Linked DNA regions of Canis lupus: region 1 is linked to region 2. The links are chromatin contacts, called in public Hi-C maps. All regions are on one chromosome and are shown on one strand. Each heading gives the region's core, a stretch centred on a gene start, on an enhancer-like site or on the middle of the called end of the contact. The rest is flanking DNA. Distances are from core to core; before and after follow the strand shown. Region 1 has its middle 8.7 kb from the start of RARA. Region 2 overlaps CCR7 (C-C chemokine receptor type 7).

Evidence for each region. Hi-C and Micro-C count contacts between places; a contact is called where the count stands out from the background.
Region 1: a Hi-C map of skin fibroblasts shows a contact between it and region 2, with 2.5 times the contacts expected there. The contact joins two enhancer-like sites. A contact is called at or near these places in 2 of 9 Hi-C or Micro-C datasets (amygdala and skin fibroblasts).

The regions. Positions count from the first base shown.
Region 1 is chr9:22,247,051-22,249,750 of UU_Cfam_GSD_1.0, reverse strand. No RefSeq gene overlaps it. Among named protein-coding and RNA genes, the nearest start is that of RARA, 8.7 kb to the right of the region's middle. Within about 2 kb of position 1,435, at least 9 of the 20 cell types and tissues checked have an H3K27ac peak or open chromatin away from gene starts, as enhancers often do.
Region 2 is chr9:22,041,417-22,044,116 of UU_Cfam_GSD_1.0, reverse strand. It overlaps CCR7 (C-C chemokine receptor type 7), which reads right to left. Exons shown (of 3, transcript XM_038547377.1): 3 at 638-2,700. Among named protein-coding and RNA genes, the nearest start is that of CCR7, 23 kb to the right of the region's middle. Within about 2 kb of position 1,301, at least 4 of the 20 cell types and tissues checked have an H3K27ac peak or open chromatin away from gene starts, as enhancers often do.

The DNA.
Region 1 (2,700 bases), core at 186-2,685, 210 kb before region 2:
AATAGTCTCGCTCCAGCCCTCTGCAGCTCCCATCCACCTTTCCCTGGCCCACCAACCCCAAATCCCAATGCCTCGTTTTGAGCCACTGAGAAGATCACCTATTCTAAATTGGATCCGTAACCTTGAAGTTGATCTAATTGTGCTAAGAGGCCCCTCTGCCCCCTATATTTATCCCCCATGGTACCTGTGATAAATATTCTCTTTCTTTACCGTATTCATTCTGGTAAAGTTTCAGGAGATCCTATTAAGGGCTGGGTAGTGGCATCAGGTGACCTCTCGGTTCTGCATCTCATTCATTCTTCCACTGACAATTGCCATTTCTGGTGAGGGTTGTAACCCAAAGTCCCCCAGCCCCACTTGCTCACGCTCTCACCTGTATGTACATGTCTGCCCACTTTGACACACCCCCGGGTACACACAACTGGCGCTGCCACCGGGGTATGAAACTCTATCAGCTTCCAACTGCCACCCTGTTACTTCCGCGGCACAGGGTGGTGTGGGGATCGCCCCCTCCTCCCCTGGGGGCCTCCTAGGTATTTGGGAATAGTGGGGAGGGGTCCCTGGACGTGCCCTATGAGGGTCATGGGGTGAATGCCTCTATCCCCAAATTCTCAATGGCTCAGTGGCTTAGCAGGAGTGATAAGGAAGGAAATCTTAACCCCCATCTTCAGCATCAAAGCCCAAATCATCTGCTGGGGACAGGCAGGAAGACATGTCTTTTTCCTCTTGTCAAATATTATCCTACCCTTATGCCTGTGCTGTGCATTTGAGACTGAGCACTGTTCCGGTCCCCAGCCCATGACTCAGATCGCCGCCTTTCTCCCAGTGAGTTCCTTCAGCCCCATCAGTCAGCTCTGCACCCGCTGACCCAGGCAGGGCTGGGGGAAGAGGGCGGGAGAGCCTCCTGTTTGGAGAGTGGGCTTTAGGACCCAACGGGAACCCGAGCCTCTTGCAGCAGCCTAACCCAGAAGCAGGGGGGAATCCTGAATCGAGCTGAGAGGGCTTCCCCGGTTCTCCTGGGAACCCCATCGCCCCCCTGCCAGCACGCACCTGAGCAGGTAGGACCGTGCGCACCCCTTCCCAATTCCCCCTCGGCCGCCTTCCGCCGGGCTTCCCAGCTGCTGATGGGGTCGTTTCCCTCTCGCCAGTTCAGGCTTTCCCCATCCCTCCTCCCCCACTGCTCACTGTGGTCCTGGGAGGTGGGAGCCTGGGAACACTGGGGTGTCTGAGAGCTCGGAGCCCTCGCACCCTACAGCGCCCTTCCTGCGCTGCCCCCCCGCCCCCCCGTCTCGGCGCTGCCCGATCTCAGGCTAAGAATGGAAAGTGGAAGGGGGAGGTCTGCCCAGGCCCCACGCCCTTGCACCCTCCTTTGCAGTATTGCTTAATCCCCCTTCCCCCACCTCACCTCGACGGGAGAATTGGCGGTGACGGGCGGATAGCGGAGGGAGCGGGAGAGGGACGGGAGCCTCCGGGGGATTTCTCTCCGGCTTCCTCCCGGCCTCCCCGCCCCAAGAGCTTGGGACTTGGGCATCCCCCAGCTCCCTACTCACCTTCTAGGGGACCCGATGCCCCTTTCCGGGCTCATCTCACACTTGGGTGCTAAAGGCTTTGCTGGAGGGTAGTGGAGGTTGTGAGTGCGTTTTGGTGACCTGTTCCTCTAGGGAAAGTTCTTTCAGCTTGGAGCCCCCATCTCTGCCAACACCTTGGCACCTATTGCAAGAAACACCCCCCCACCCCCGTGTGTGTGTGTGTGTGTGTGTGTGTGTGTGTGTGTGTGTAGACCTTGTGGTTTTAAGATCTATAAGCTTCTGATAAAGGTGGCTGTGTGCATCGACGACAGGGAGAGATCCCAGAGTGTGGCCCAGGCCAGCACAGACTCAGCCCAGATGGCTGGGGAAGGGGGTGTGGACCAGATCAGGGAGGCCACCCAGCCATGCCAGCTCCCTGGGTTTCTCGGCTTTCAGAGCCTCAGGCTCCTGGTGTTACCCCCAGGCTTCTCCCCTCCTACAGGCTCCCTGGGAAAGGGCTGAATGGCACCTACTGTTTACAGTGGCTTATTTTTCCCTCTAGTTGGGGGCTGACAAAGCCTGCTCTCTGAAGATCTAGGGCATCTCATTCTGGCTTAGTGGGTTTGCAGGAGGGATGTATGACTTGTCTGAGTAACTGTGAATGTGTGTGTGTACTGCCTCTGAGCGTAGCCGACTGGGGAAGAATGATAGGAAAGGCTGGTCACACTTTGGGGGAAGCCCTGTAGCTCTCTGTGGGGTGGAGTGGGTGGCGTGTCCCCATCTGGTAACTCTATCGAGGTGTGGGGTATGCTTTGCATTTCTCCGTGACTCCCTGGCTCCCGGAAGGTTTGGTTTTGGAGGAAAGGGTGGATAATGGAGTGACTTCAGACTTAGTTCTGCTCTAGACTCAGGAAGCAGAGATTCTGAGTGTGAGCATGTCTATGCATTTATACTGAAGGCTCAGTTTCTTTCTTTTCTTCTTCTTCTTCTTTTTTTTTTTTTTATTGTTGTTTTGGTGAGACAGGAGCATTTATTTCAGTGAGGCCAACACCAGGAAGACAGCCGACTTAGTTTCTTCATTTGTAAAAAATGGCTATCGGTAGCAAGCCCCACTCGCTTGAGAGGGACACCTCTATAAAGACCCCAGAGGATAGTGTGCTGGGCAGCCTGGTGCAAATAGTAGTTATGGCTG
Region 2 (2,700 bases), core at 52-2,551:
AATAGCAGAGGGAAAGGGAGCAGACTCTCCCCTGAGCAGAGAGTCTAATGAGGGGCTTGATCCCAGGACCCGGGGCTCAACCTGAGCCAAAGGCAGATGCTTAACCAACTGAGCCACCCGGACACCCCACCATATTTCTTTTCTTTGTATCTCATTTTCCTGGACTCAATAGCAAGAACAGGGACTATTTATGGGGGCAAGGGGAGATGCTCCTTAAGGACCTGGTCACAGGACAGGAGGGATGGTGCTTGCCATAGCAGAGCTAGATGGTCTGGGATGGGGGTAGCATATGCCAGGGTGGGCGTGTAGGGGAATACAGAAGAGTGCAGGAGGTCTCTAGGAAGAGCTCTGAATGGAGCTCGGGAACCTGGGTTCAAGTTCTATCATGGCCAAGAACTCCTAAGAGACCTCAGGTGAGTAATTTACCTCTCTGAGCCTCAGTTGACTTACCTGTACAACTGGTGGAATGTGACCTGACTAATCTTCCAGCTGTCCTTCAACTTGATTTATAAGTTGTAGGGAAATGGGGCTAGGTAATTGAATTTGGTTTCCTTGTGGTTAGCAACTTTTTTTTTTTTTTTTTTAGCTATCATGTATTAAACATTTCTTAATGATTATCCACAACACAACACTTCCATAAGGATTTCTAAGCATTTTACATATATGTATTTATTTGCTCCTCACAACAGTCCTAGGAGGTAGGTGCTATGATTTTCCCCATCACACAGATTAGGAAACTGAAACACAGAGAGACTAAGTAAGGAGCCCAAGTAGCGCAGCTGAAATTCAAACCAGGCAGTCTGGCCGCAGAGCCCGTGCTCCTCATCACCACATTCAATATTCCAGGCACCAGGCTAGACGTTTGCCAAATCCTCTCCATTTTGCAGTTGAGAAATCTGAGACTCAGAGCAGTTGAGCAACAGCTGAAGGTCACACAGCTGGGAAGCAATAGAGATGAGGTTCACAGTCAGCCAGGCTTCCGAGCATCTGCTCTCCCTCATCCACCTCTCATCCATCCTGCCAGATCCTTAGGCCCCCCAAGGCAAGTTTATTCAGTATCCTTATATTGCAATATCTCTTCAAGCAAGTCAGTTCCTTCTTCTGGGCCTCAGTTTCCCCATCTAGAGAATGATTGGGTTGGACCAGCTAATCTTTGAGGTCCCTCGCAGCTCTGTGAATCCACGATTCTTGAGGTTCAGTGCTTCTGGCTGGAAGGACAGACTTGTCTTGGGGCTGCATCCAGGGAGGCTGGGGATGGGAAACAGGGGGAGCTGCAAGAGGGGAGGAGGAGCTTTGGGGCCATGAGCCCAGGAAGATGGGGCAGTTGTATGAAACAGATGAGACAGAGAGAGAGAGAGAGAGAGAGAGAGAGAGAGAAGCCCTGGGTGAGGGGGCTCCCCAGTGAGTCTGTTCCTTCCTCCTAGGGGTCCTCCCTAAGTTCAGGGGAGACACATGAGAGCACTGGGCAAGGGAGCAGTGGCCAGGCCAGCAAGGAGCCGAGATAGAGCAGTTTGGGGAATTAACATTGCTGGGGTTTTGCTGTCTTTGTAAATATTCAGAGATGTCCAATTACTTTAGAAAAATGTATTTGAAGCCGAGATGGCGTGTTTGTGCGGTTGGCCTGGCTTCCTGTTCATGAGCATTCCTTTGAATTCCTCCATTCAGGAGCTGAGGATCGGTTTCCTGCCTGTACTGCATTAGGATGTGTACACCAGTGGGCCCAGTGCTTCTGTGCTCCTCTCGGGGACCCCTCTCACCCCACATATGTGCACACACAATCACCACTGCACCTTTTAACATTCGATGCTATTGCAACAGGCACTGCTCCACGCTGGCTGCGCCTGTGCTGGCTTCGCTTCCCCTGGGGTGTCTTGGCTAACAAATAATGCCCAGTGCATCCTGTGGAGGAGGGCAGTGTCATGTGCTTATTGTGAAATTAGAGAATGGGCTTCATCACCAGGCAAGCTCTCTTCACTTTGGAAAATTGATGGAATCACCTTTGCATGAGTGTCCCCACCCACCTCCCCCTGCCAGGCCCCCAGCTCTTGCTGTGCTGGGCCCTTCAGACAGCTCCTCATGCATCACAGCCTGGGCTAACCTCCTCTCTAGCTTGGGGGCATCAGAGCACCCTGATAGGACATGGATATGGGCAGGGGGTAGTGGCTGTCCCTTGATCCCCACTCCTCCACCATGGGTACATGGGCTGCTGCTGCAATAGGGATCAGGAGGGTGGGTCGTGGATGACCCTGGCTTTCAAGCTTCCAGCAAAAGGTGCAGCCTATCACATGGGTGCCATCTCAAGCCTCCTTCATCCAGCACGCTGTGGTCTGCGTGCCCAGGGGGAGGCCTTCCCTCTAAACAACCAGGGAACTTGAAGGAAATGACAAAGCATCAGGGGCTCTGGTTTCAGACCGAGCAGGGACAGACGAGTAGACCAGTGAGTGTATGTTGCTAAAGGTCAGGGAGAGCTCCTAGCCATCGAGGTTATGGGGAAAACTTGGTTCTTTCCAAAGCTCAGCTCAGACCCATGTCTCTGGGTCACTGCTGCTGGCACAGGCTTGGGGCCTCTCCCACAAATTCTGGAAGGGCATTTGCAAGATGGGCACCCTGGGCTTCCCCTCCCGCTGCCTCTTTCGAGCCTCTTGGGCCTGTGTTGTTGGACAGGCTTGGAGAACACAGCTTGAAAGACCTCACAGCTCT